Regions from separate parts of the Ovis aries genome. Here region 1 is linked to region 2. The links are chromatin contacts, called in public Hi-C maps. All regions are on one chromosome and are shown on one strand. Each heading gives the region's core, a stretch centred on a gene start, on an enhancer-like site or on the middle of the called end of the contact. The rest is flanking DNA. Distances are from core to core; before and after follow the strand shown.

Region 1 (4,412 bases), core at 1,436-3,935, 350 kb after region 2:
AGAGGTTTGGCAGGCCCACAAACCTGTAGGGACAAACTGAGTGTGAGGTTTGTATGTTTTCAACTGAATTTTTTATTCTTTTAGGACATTCACAAGGATAATTAAATCAGACCACAAAAGAAGTTGAATGTTAGCATTTTTCAAAATCGTGCGTATTCTAGTTGCCCCTTTAAGTGAAGTCGATCAGTCGTGTCTGACTCTTTGCGACCCCGCGGGCTGTAGCCTACCATGCTCCCCCGTCCATGGGATTCTCCAGGCAAGAATACTGGAGTGGGTTGCCATCTGCCCCTGTAACGCCCAGGGAATCTGGATACAATGGGAGTGAGTGGCAAACTCTAAAGACAATGCATTTGGTGAAAAGCTCGCTGAAAACGTAACTGCACGCTCCTATTTCCTTACATCTCCGATGCTTATGGGAGAAAAACTCGCCGGCCTCACAAGGTGGACGGGCAGGGTGAGCGGACCGCAGAGATCCCAGAGCCTCGGTCACCACCGTCCCCCCTGGGGTCCCCGGCCTTCCCCGGCCGCGATCACACTCATCCCACGCGGAAGGTCGCCCGCAGAGGCCGCCAGGAGAAGGCGGGTTCCGTCCCGGACTCGGGGTGGGGGAGACGGCGCCCGGGCGCCCGGCGCCGCCAGGCCGTCCCGGGCCGCGCCCCCGCGCCGCCCCGCACTCACACACCCGGCGCACACGCGCGCCCGCTCGAAGGCGGGGGCTTCTCTAAGGGCGGAGGAACCGTGCGGACGCCTCGGCGCCTCTTCCTTTTGTGGCTTTCGCCCGCTCCCCCGGCCCGGGCGCCGGCCTGCGCCCCCCCCGAACCCTCCAGCCCGAGGGCGCGGCGGGAGACGCAGGGCAGTGCGCCGCGGAGGGCGGGGGAGACGCTTCCCGCGCGGGGCCTGGGCGGCGGGGCTGGGACTCCGCGCCGGCTGCGGCGGGGCAGCGCTTACCTGCGGGCGGCGGCGGCGGGCAGGGCAGCGGGCGCCTGGGGCGCGGGCTGCGCGGGGCCGGGCGGACGGCGGCGCTCGGGGCCGGGCCGCCCCTCTGCCCTCCTCCGAGGAGGCTCCGGCCGTGCGCCGGGGGCCGGGCCGGGCCAGACTCACTTCCTCAATCCTGAGCGGGGCGGGCGGCGCGCGGGGCGAGGGGCGGCCTCCGAGAGGCCTCCGCAGAGCGCGCGCGGGAAGCCCCTGCGCTCGCCCGCCGGCTTCCCTCACCGAGACCCCGGAGGCCACGGGGTCCGCAGGCGCCCCCAGCGCCGGTCTCCTCCGGGTCTGGGTCCCCTGCCCTCCGGCAGGGCAGTCTCAGCGGCGAGATTGGTCGGTTTTCGGCGCAGCCCAGCTTTCCCTGCCCCTCTGTTCCGCTCAGCAGCGAAATCCGCTGGTGAACTCCGGACTCGTCTATGGAGGCAGTAAATACTCAAAAGACAGGAATATTCGTTTGTGTACAACTTTTTCTACAGCAGACTAGACGTATGAAATGTAAAACTTTAATAGTTTGCAAACCTCAACCCTTCCACCACATGGATTTACTAAATTACGGATACACACAAAGATATCACTGGTGAATCATTTTAAATTGTCTGGGTCTATTTTGGGGGTGGCGGTGGTAGATAAACCTGCTGGAGTGTAGGCAATTTCTATTTCAACCTAATAAAAAGATGTACCCACAATTAAGGCCATTGTCCAAAGACAGATCATAATGATGTACGTCCATGCGGGCGGGCAGGCTTTAGATTGGGCTCCACGTGCCCGCCAGGGAAAGAGAAGACTTCTTCGGAAAAAGCGGATGGTCCTGCACCCTGGCAGGATCTGCGCACCCCAGGTTCCTCCCGTGTTCGGCTATGACTGGAACATTCCCAGGGTTTATCCCAAGGCTCAGAGACAAATCGCCAGCATCCTCACTGCCGTTTCACAAAAGCCGGCCAGCAGCAGCCAGCTCCCGCCTCCACGACCTCGCAGACACTTTGAGCGGTCACCATGGACGAGTTCCTTGGGTCCCTGTTCGAAGAGGGGACCACGGGGCAGCTGAGGTTTGCGCCCAAGAGGCTGCCCCGTCGGCTCTCCCGGGCCACACGCCCCTCCAAAAGGGAGGGTGCAGTTCTGCAACCCTGCCTTCACCACCGCGGTTCTAATTCCAATATGCAAAAGGCGGCAGTTTGGTCGCTAACGAAAAGTCCCTAATAATTTGCAGGGCGTGGCGTCCACGGTGCCGAGTGAGCCTGGCGATCGCGGCGCGGCGCCCACCCCCACCCCTAGGAGCCCGGTCCTGCCATCTAGCGGGACCGCGAGGAAGTGCGCGCCGGGTGACCGGCGGACCAGGGGGCAGACGCGGCCCACGGAGGTGAGGACAAGCCCTTTTTAAATGAGCTTGCCATCCGCTTAGAAATGTGTCCAAGGTAGAAATAACTTGTCACATGGGTGGCCTGTTTCGAGCTGGCTGTATCCCAGCATTTAACCTTACCCTTGGCATGCGTTACTTACAGGTTTGCGTGAGGCGATTGTTACAGGTCAGTTAAGATTTCTTTATGCTTCTTAACCCCCGCTGACCAACGTCTCATGTTGGAATGCTGGTAAAGAATCCACCTGCAGCGCAGGATTCCTGAGTTCTATCCCTGGATGGGGAAGATCCCCTGGAGAGGGGACCGGCTACCCACTCCAGTGATCTGGCCTGGAGAAAAAGACTGGGACACGACTGAGTCACTTTCGCTTTCGCTTTCTAAGTTTTCTCCTAAGTAGGTAATGGAGGCAGGGAGGGGTTTCCCTGGTGACTCAGACGGTAAAGAATCCGCTTGCAATGCGGGAGACCTGGGTTCCATTGCTGGGTTGGGAAGATCCCCTGGAGAAGGGAGCAGCTACCACCCCAGTATTCTGGCCTGGAGGCAAAGAGTCGGTCAGGACCAAGCGACTTTCACTTTCACGGTGGGGTCCATTGGAAGCTACCTCCCTGAGCTACCCTTTCTGCCTTCTGAAGGTGTAGTAGTTTTTTTCCTTTAATTGAAGGATAATTGCTTTACAACATTCAGTTGGGTTCTGCCACGCATCAGCATGAATCAGCTGTATACACACATCCCCTCCCTCTTGAACCTCCCTCCACCCTCCCACCCATTCCCACCCCTCTAGGTTGTCACAGACCAAAGGGCCTGAGCTCCCTGCCAATTCCCACTGGCTATTCATTTTGCATATGTAAAGTATATGTTTCAATGCTACTCTCCCAATTCTCTCCTTTCCCAGCTGTGTCCACAAGTCTGTTCTCTATGCGTCTCCATTGCTGCCCTACAAACAGCTTCATCAGCACCATACTTTTTGTTGTCCTTCAGTCTCTCAGTCGTGTCTGATTCTTTGTGAGCCCATGGACTGCAGCACGGCAAGCTTTCCTGCCCTTCACCATCTTCCAGAGTCTGCTCAAACTCATGCCCATCGAGTTGGTGATGCCATCCAACCATCTCATCCTCTTTGTCCCCTTCTCCTCCTGCCTTCAACCTTTCCCAGCATCCTTCCCACCATCCTTCTAGATTTCATATATACGCATTAATATATGATATTTGTTTTTCTCTTTCTGACTTACTTTACTCTGTATAATAGGCCCTCAGTTTCTAGTCACCTTCCTTCAGCTGGGTATTCAGTTTCCACTGATATTTCTCCTGGGACACTTAAAAAATGTCCCTTATTATCAAGACATGATAGGAGCAAGAACGTCAAAAGGGCTCAGCCTGCCATTGGGAGAAGCTTGGGTGTTTCAAAGGGTCCACTTTTAGAGAATGTCCCAACTTACTGTCCCCACCCCAAAAGGCACTGCACACACACATGCACACACACACACCATAGCCACAGTGTATGTCCTCAAAATGGTTCCTCTTGTGGTAATGACAAACAAAGGAATTGCTGTTTTCCTTGAATGTGTTGCTCACATTTTGGTTGGGAAATGGAAGGTTTCTAAATGCATTCAAACATACACAAGTGCATAAATTAAGATGGATCTTATCCAAGGCATGGTTGAACACGGTGGACCTAACCAAGTACAGAAATATTCTTCATCTAACCTCAGTGTCAGTGTACAACTCAGTGATTGAGGCTTACTGGTCTGAAGCCTTAGAAACTCTGGGTAATTTAGACACAAACACAGAGATCCTCATGGAGAAAAGGGACAGACATGAACACTTATGCGCACAGTTGCAGGACGCAGTGTTTCCCTGAGTCCCCAAGCAACCTTCCCACATTCTGCACACTCACATCCTCATCACTTGGTGATAAAGAGGGACTTGGTAAGCTCAATGACAGCTTTAACTTCACCAACTAAGATGCAGAGCCTTTGAGGCCAAGCTTGCTGCCTCATCCACCCCCAAAACCGTCAAAGTGAGTTTCACACTCAAGCTAAGCACAGGACTTCATTGACTGAGCAAATGTAATTTTATCCT
Region 2 (4,452 bases), core at 211-2,710:
TTGGCATTTGTGGCTTATGGTCTAACTGGAAACCCCTTTGGCTGATTTTTGAGTCTCTAATTCATGGTTCTGCATTTTTCTCAAGACCACTGTTGGAATCCTGTGTTCACTGTATAATGAGTATTTTATTTTTAGATGTGGATCACCTACCCAGGGAGCCTGTGGGAAGGTGGGTAACGAACTATATCTGGCACAATTCACAAGTGCCGAAGAAAGTGCTGATATCCAAAGAATACCAAGAGTGACCACTATTTAGCTGCAGAGATGATATCTCTCCTCTAAGATGGTACTTTAAATTGTGTATATTTCTTCATTTGGTCATCTTAGCAATGAAGAAAGATCCAAGGTTTACCCAAGCATGCTTATTTTCTGTCCCTAATTCTTGGGTTCATTTGTTTAAATGACGGGAACCTGTCAGGCCGAGGGAACCACTCTGCTGTCTGGGAGTTTCATTAAAAAAAAAAAAAAAAAAAAAACTCCAACACACTGGCGACTAAATAATAATAATTTACACAAATATTTGTTGTGTGGTCATTTCGTCAGCTTTTTGTTACCTTAGCTGTTTTAAGAAGAAGTGCATAAAATTCAAAATCCATCATAGAGAAGCCAGTTCTCAAAAACTGTCTTTAGAAACCCATGGCACTTCTATGGATGGATGATGTTAAAACACAAAGACTCAGACTAGAGAAACTGATGAGTTTCTACACAGAATGTAAAGAAAAAGCGTATTAACACCATCTACCATTTCTTCAACGTCCTTTAAATGCTGCTAGTGTTCGAAGGTTGGACACTGAGTATAGCTTTCTTTTTCTTTCTGTTTTTAGCTTAGAAACCAGTAGCAGAGAACAAGGTAGCTGAATTCACGGTTCATTCTGCAGTCATGCACGTTTCAAACGGTTCCTGAGCTGTTTATGCTACACATGCTCGCTCGTACCCACAGAGCTGCGGGAACAAAGATACAGTGTGAATCGGGAGGACGCAGGGAAGGTGGCCGGAGAGGTCCGCCCGGCTGGAGGGCTGGGCGTGGGGAGGCGGGTGTGTCTGAGGACAGTGTGTGCAGGAGGAACGCTCGGCTCGTCCTCCACGAGTGCAGTGTTCGAGGACCAAGAAGCCCCTTCTTGGAAATCCCTGATAAGATCCACGCTGGCGCAGCGTCTCGCGGCAGCCGGAGGCCGGGCGGAACGGCCTCGAGCCAGCGCCGCGCGCCGCGGCAGGGATGCCCCGGCGGGGCGGGTAACGGGCGGCCGGGCGCCTCGCTCCCGGCCCCAGGCGGCGCCGCGCCCGACCCACGCCCCCTCCGCCCGGGGCCGCCGCAGACCGCGCGGGCGGGGCTCTGAGCTGGGCTTTCTTTTTCGGGCAAACTTTCGCCACGTGAACCGCCCCCCATTCACTGCTGCGCCAATCGCGCGGCGCGGACGGATCCCGAGCGGGGCCACAGCGCACCGCCCCCTGCGCGCCGTGCGTGACGTGCGGCGCCCCCGCGGCGATGGCGCGCGGAGCCGGACGATGAGCAGCGGCCGCGCCGGCGCCGGCCACGGACATCAGCGTGCCGCGCGCAGCGCCAGCGGAGCCGAGCGCCCGGGGGGCGCCGCGCGGGGAGCCGAGCCGGCCGGGGAGCGCGGGGCGCGGGGCGCGGGCGGGGGGCCGCGGCCGGCGCGCGCTGGGCATGCTGCGCCCCTGAAGGCGGGCGCGCGCGAGCGGGACCGAGCGCCGGCGCGGGGCCTGCGGGCGGCCCGCGCTCCGCGATGGGCACGGCGGGCCCGCCGCAGCCGCGGCGCTGCCCGGGCGGGGCCGCGTAGGGCGGGCTGGCCTCGGCGGGCGGGCTGAGGGCGCGCGGAGCGGCGGCGGCGGCGGCCCGGCGGGCGGAGCGGCGCGGGCATGGCCGTGCGCGGCCGGCGCGCCTGGCTCAGCGTGCTGCTCGGGCTTGTGCTGGGTTTCGTGCTGGCCTCGCGGCTCGTGCTGCCCCGCGCCTCCGAGTTGAAGCGGGCGGGCCCGCGGCGCCGCGCCAGCCCCGAGGCTTGCCGGCCCGGGCAGGCGGCCGCGGTGCCCCTGGCCGGCGGGGCGCGCGGGGATGCGCGCGGGCAGCGGCTCTGGCCCCACAGCGAGGCCCAGGATGGCGTCCCGCGCGACAGGAACTTTCTCTTCGTGGGAGTCATGACCGCCCAGAAGTACCTGCAGACCCGCGCGGTGGCGGCCTTCAGGTGAGTCCCCGCTCCCGGGCGGCGTCCAGCATCCGAGCGCGCTGCCCCGCGGCCCGCGTGCGGCGCGCGCCTTTGCCTGCCTCCCAGACCCGGCGCTCGCTGGGTTTCCGTGGGGCCGCTGTGCCCCGTGGGGCGTGCCGGGCGTTGGCAGCGGGCTCAGGGGCGGTATAGCGAGCTCAGCGCTCGAAAGCAGGGGCTTTGGGGTCCAGCGGACCAGCCTGGCCCCTCTGGGTGTAGTCTTCACGCGGACTTTATGCTCCGCGCTTCATCTTCTCTTGTCCTAGTCCTTTCCTTTGTTGAATGAGCACCACCGAACATTTCCAAACACCCATAAGAGTGTTCGGAAAACTCAGCACAATACTGGTGATTGTGGTGGCAGCGGGGGTTATTATTCGAGGCTCTGAAACCTGCACTTTTAGCCTTGCAGAACTAGAGCCTGTGTAAGTTAATTTGGTCAGAGGCCTTCCACTTTTAGTTTTCACTGTTGGAACCATTCTGGTAAATGGAAGGGGTACACGCTGCACACTCAACCCCACCAGACTGTTTTGTAACTGGAAAGAGAACCTTTGGGAAAGCAGTTCTTGGCTCATGGTAGATTTGTTGTTAACTAGCCCAGTTTAGTGACGTGTGTGTTATCCGGTATCTGGGTCCTAGTTGGCCATATGAGTCAGAAAAGTGGCTGGAATCATGTTCAGGATTAACAAAGGGATTAGCCAAAGTAATCTTTAGAAGAGTGAAAGAGAGATGATATTGGAATGAATTTGAGGTAGAAGAAGGATGTATTAATAGATTCAGTAAAGAGATTTAATGGAAACCTTATATGTGTGAAGTACAGAAATGCTTACTCTACAGATAACATTTGGTATTCATCCAACCGCAGAGCAAACCAACCTGAGAGGTCTGCTGGGAATGGACTCTTAGAGCAGTCATTACTGAGAGAGGCCAAGCTGGTTGTTGTTCTTAATTTATAGCCATCACCTTTATAACTTCAGCTTTTAACTGTAGTCCTGGTCTAAATTTTCAGGCATTAGATGTTGTGAGGAGAAAAGCATATTTGGGTCTCCGTTCCTCTAAAGGAGGAGGTGAAGGATTGAAAAGGAAGGTAGAGAGCAGTAGAGAAAGTCTGCCTTTTCAGTGCATTGATTCCCATTCCTGTGTTTCCACTGGATCTTGTTAAGTCCATGACCTAGGTTCTGCCAGAAGGGGACTGAGGGCCTGAAAAGGTTAGAAAAGGTAGCATAAATTTGACTAAGATCATGACTTGGAAGCAAACATGCAGATCATGGTTTTCTCCCAGATCTATTGAATTAGGTGGAGTTGTGCTTTTTGTTGTTTCGTGGTTTGTTTCTTTTTTCCTTTGAAGTATAGTAGATTTACAGTGTTTTAGGTGTACATCAAAAAAACATCTGATTTTTGAAAAAAGGAATATCTAATCAGAAATTGAGGATGAGCTATATACATTGTTTACAACATGGGTTTTAAAGTAAATCTATATGACTCCAATTTGATGACACGTTCTTTGAAATCAAGTTTGGGACAGTTACCAAAGTGGTTTGTTCAAATATGGACATGTAACTCCCTGCCCCCCAAGCAAATACTTTTTCGTAGATAACAAAATCACAAACTAGAAGGGGTCCTGGTAACACCAGCAATACTCAGAAAATGATTTGCACACTGGATACTATTTAACACTTGGAAATGGTCTTTCCCCAAACCCATGCTTGAGGCTCTATGCTTGGCCTCCTTTCTAAATCTCCTACCTCATCTTTTTTGGATGTAGGATTTTATCTCATTGTTTATTTTCTTTAAGGCAGCTAGGGAAAAGTAGAAACATAATTTGTCCTCTGGCCCTTCTTTGTGGAAGTTCTGCCTTTTTGATAAAACCCTTACCGGGAAATGGTATATTCTATACAGTCGTTCAGTCAGCTTTCCAGCATACTTCTTCTGGTATCTCTCTGATCTTAAGTAGTCACATTAGTTGGAGCCTAGGGGTGGACCTGCCTGTCTAGTTAAGGTCCTCTCCTTCTCAGCTTGTCCACATTGTGATTAGACTGGCTGTAGGAGAGGACACAAGACGATTTTAGCCTTAAGGAACTTCTGGGGAAAGCCAAAATTGGGATGGAGGTTATAGGATGTAACTTATAATTATGGCTTTGCTGTGCTTTGCAGCCTGGGCCAAAAGTCCACACTCAGCTTTCAAACTGGAAATTTCATGCAGTATAAAAGTTGGCTTGAATCTTCTAGCACAGGG

Evidence for each region. Hi-C and Micro-C count contacts between places; a contact is called where the count stands out from the background.
Region 1: a Hi-C map of tail adipose tissue shows a contact between it and region 2, with 3 times the contacts expected there. The contact joins the promoter of LRRK1 here to the promoter of CHSY1 in region 2. A contact is called at or near these places in 5 of 16 Hi-C or Micro-C datasets (blood, hypothalamus, omental adipose tissue and 1 more).

What each region holds. Positions count from the first base shown.
Region 1 is chr18:5,010,302-5,014,713 of ARS-UI_Ramb_v3.0, forward strand. LRRK1 (leucine rich repeat kinase 1) reads right to left here and starts at 2,686. Exons shown (of 34, transcript XM_042235020.2): 1 at 2,479-2,686.
Region 2 is chr18:4,661,949-4,666,400 of ARS-UI_Ramb_v3.0, forward strand. CHSY1 (chondroitin sulfate synthase 1) reads left to right here and starts at 1,461. Exons shown (of 3, transcript XM_012098317.5): 1 at 1,461-2,201. The coding sequence starts at 1,879.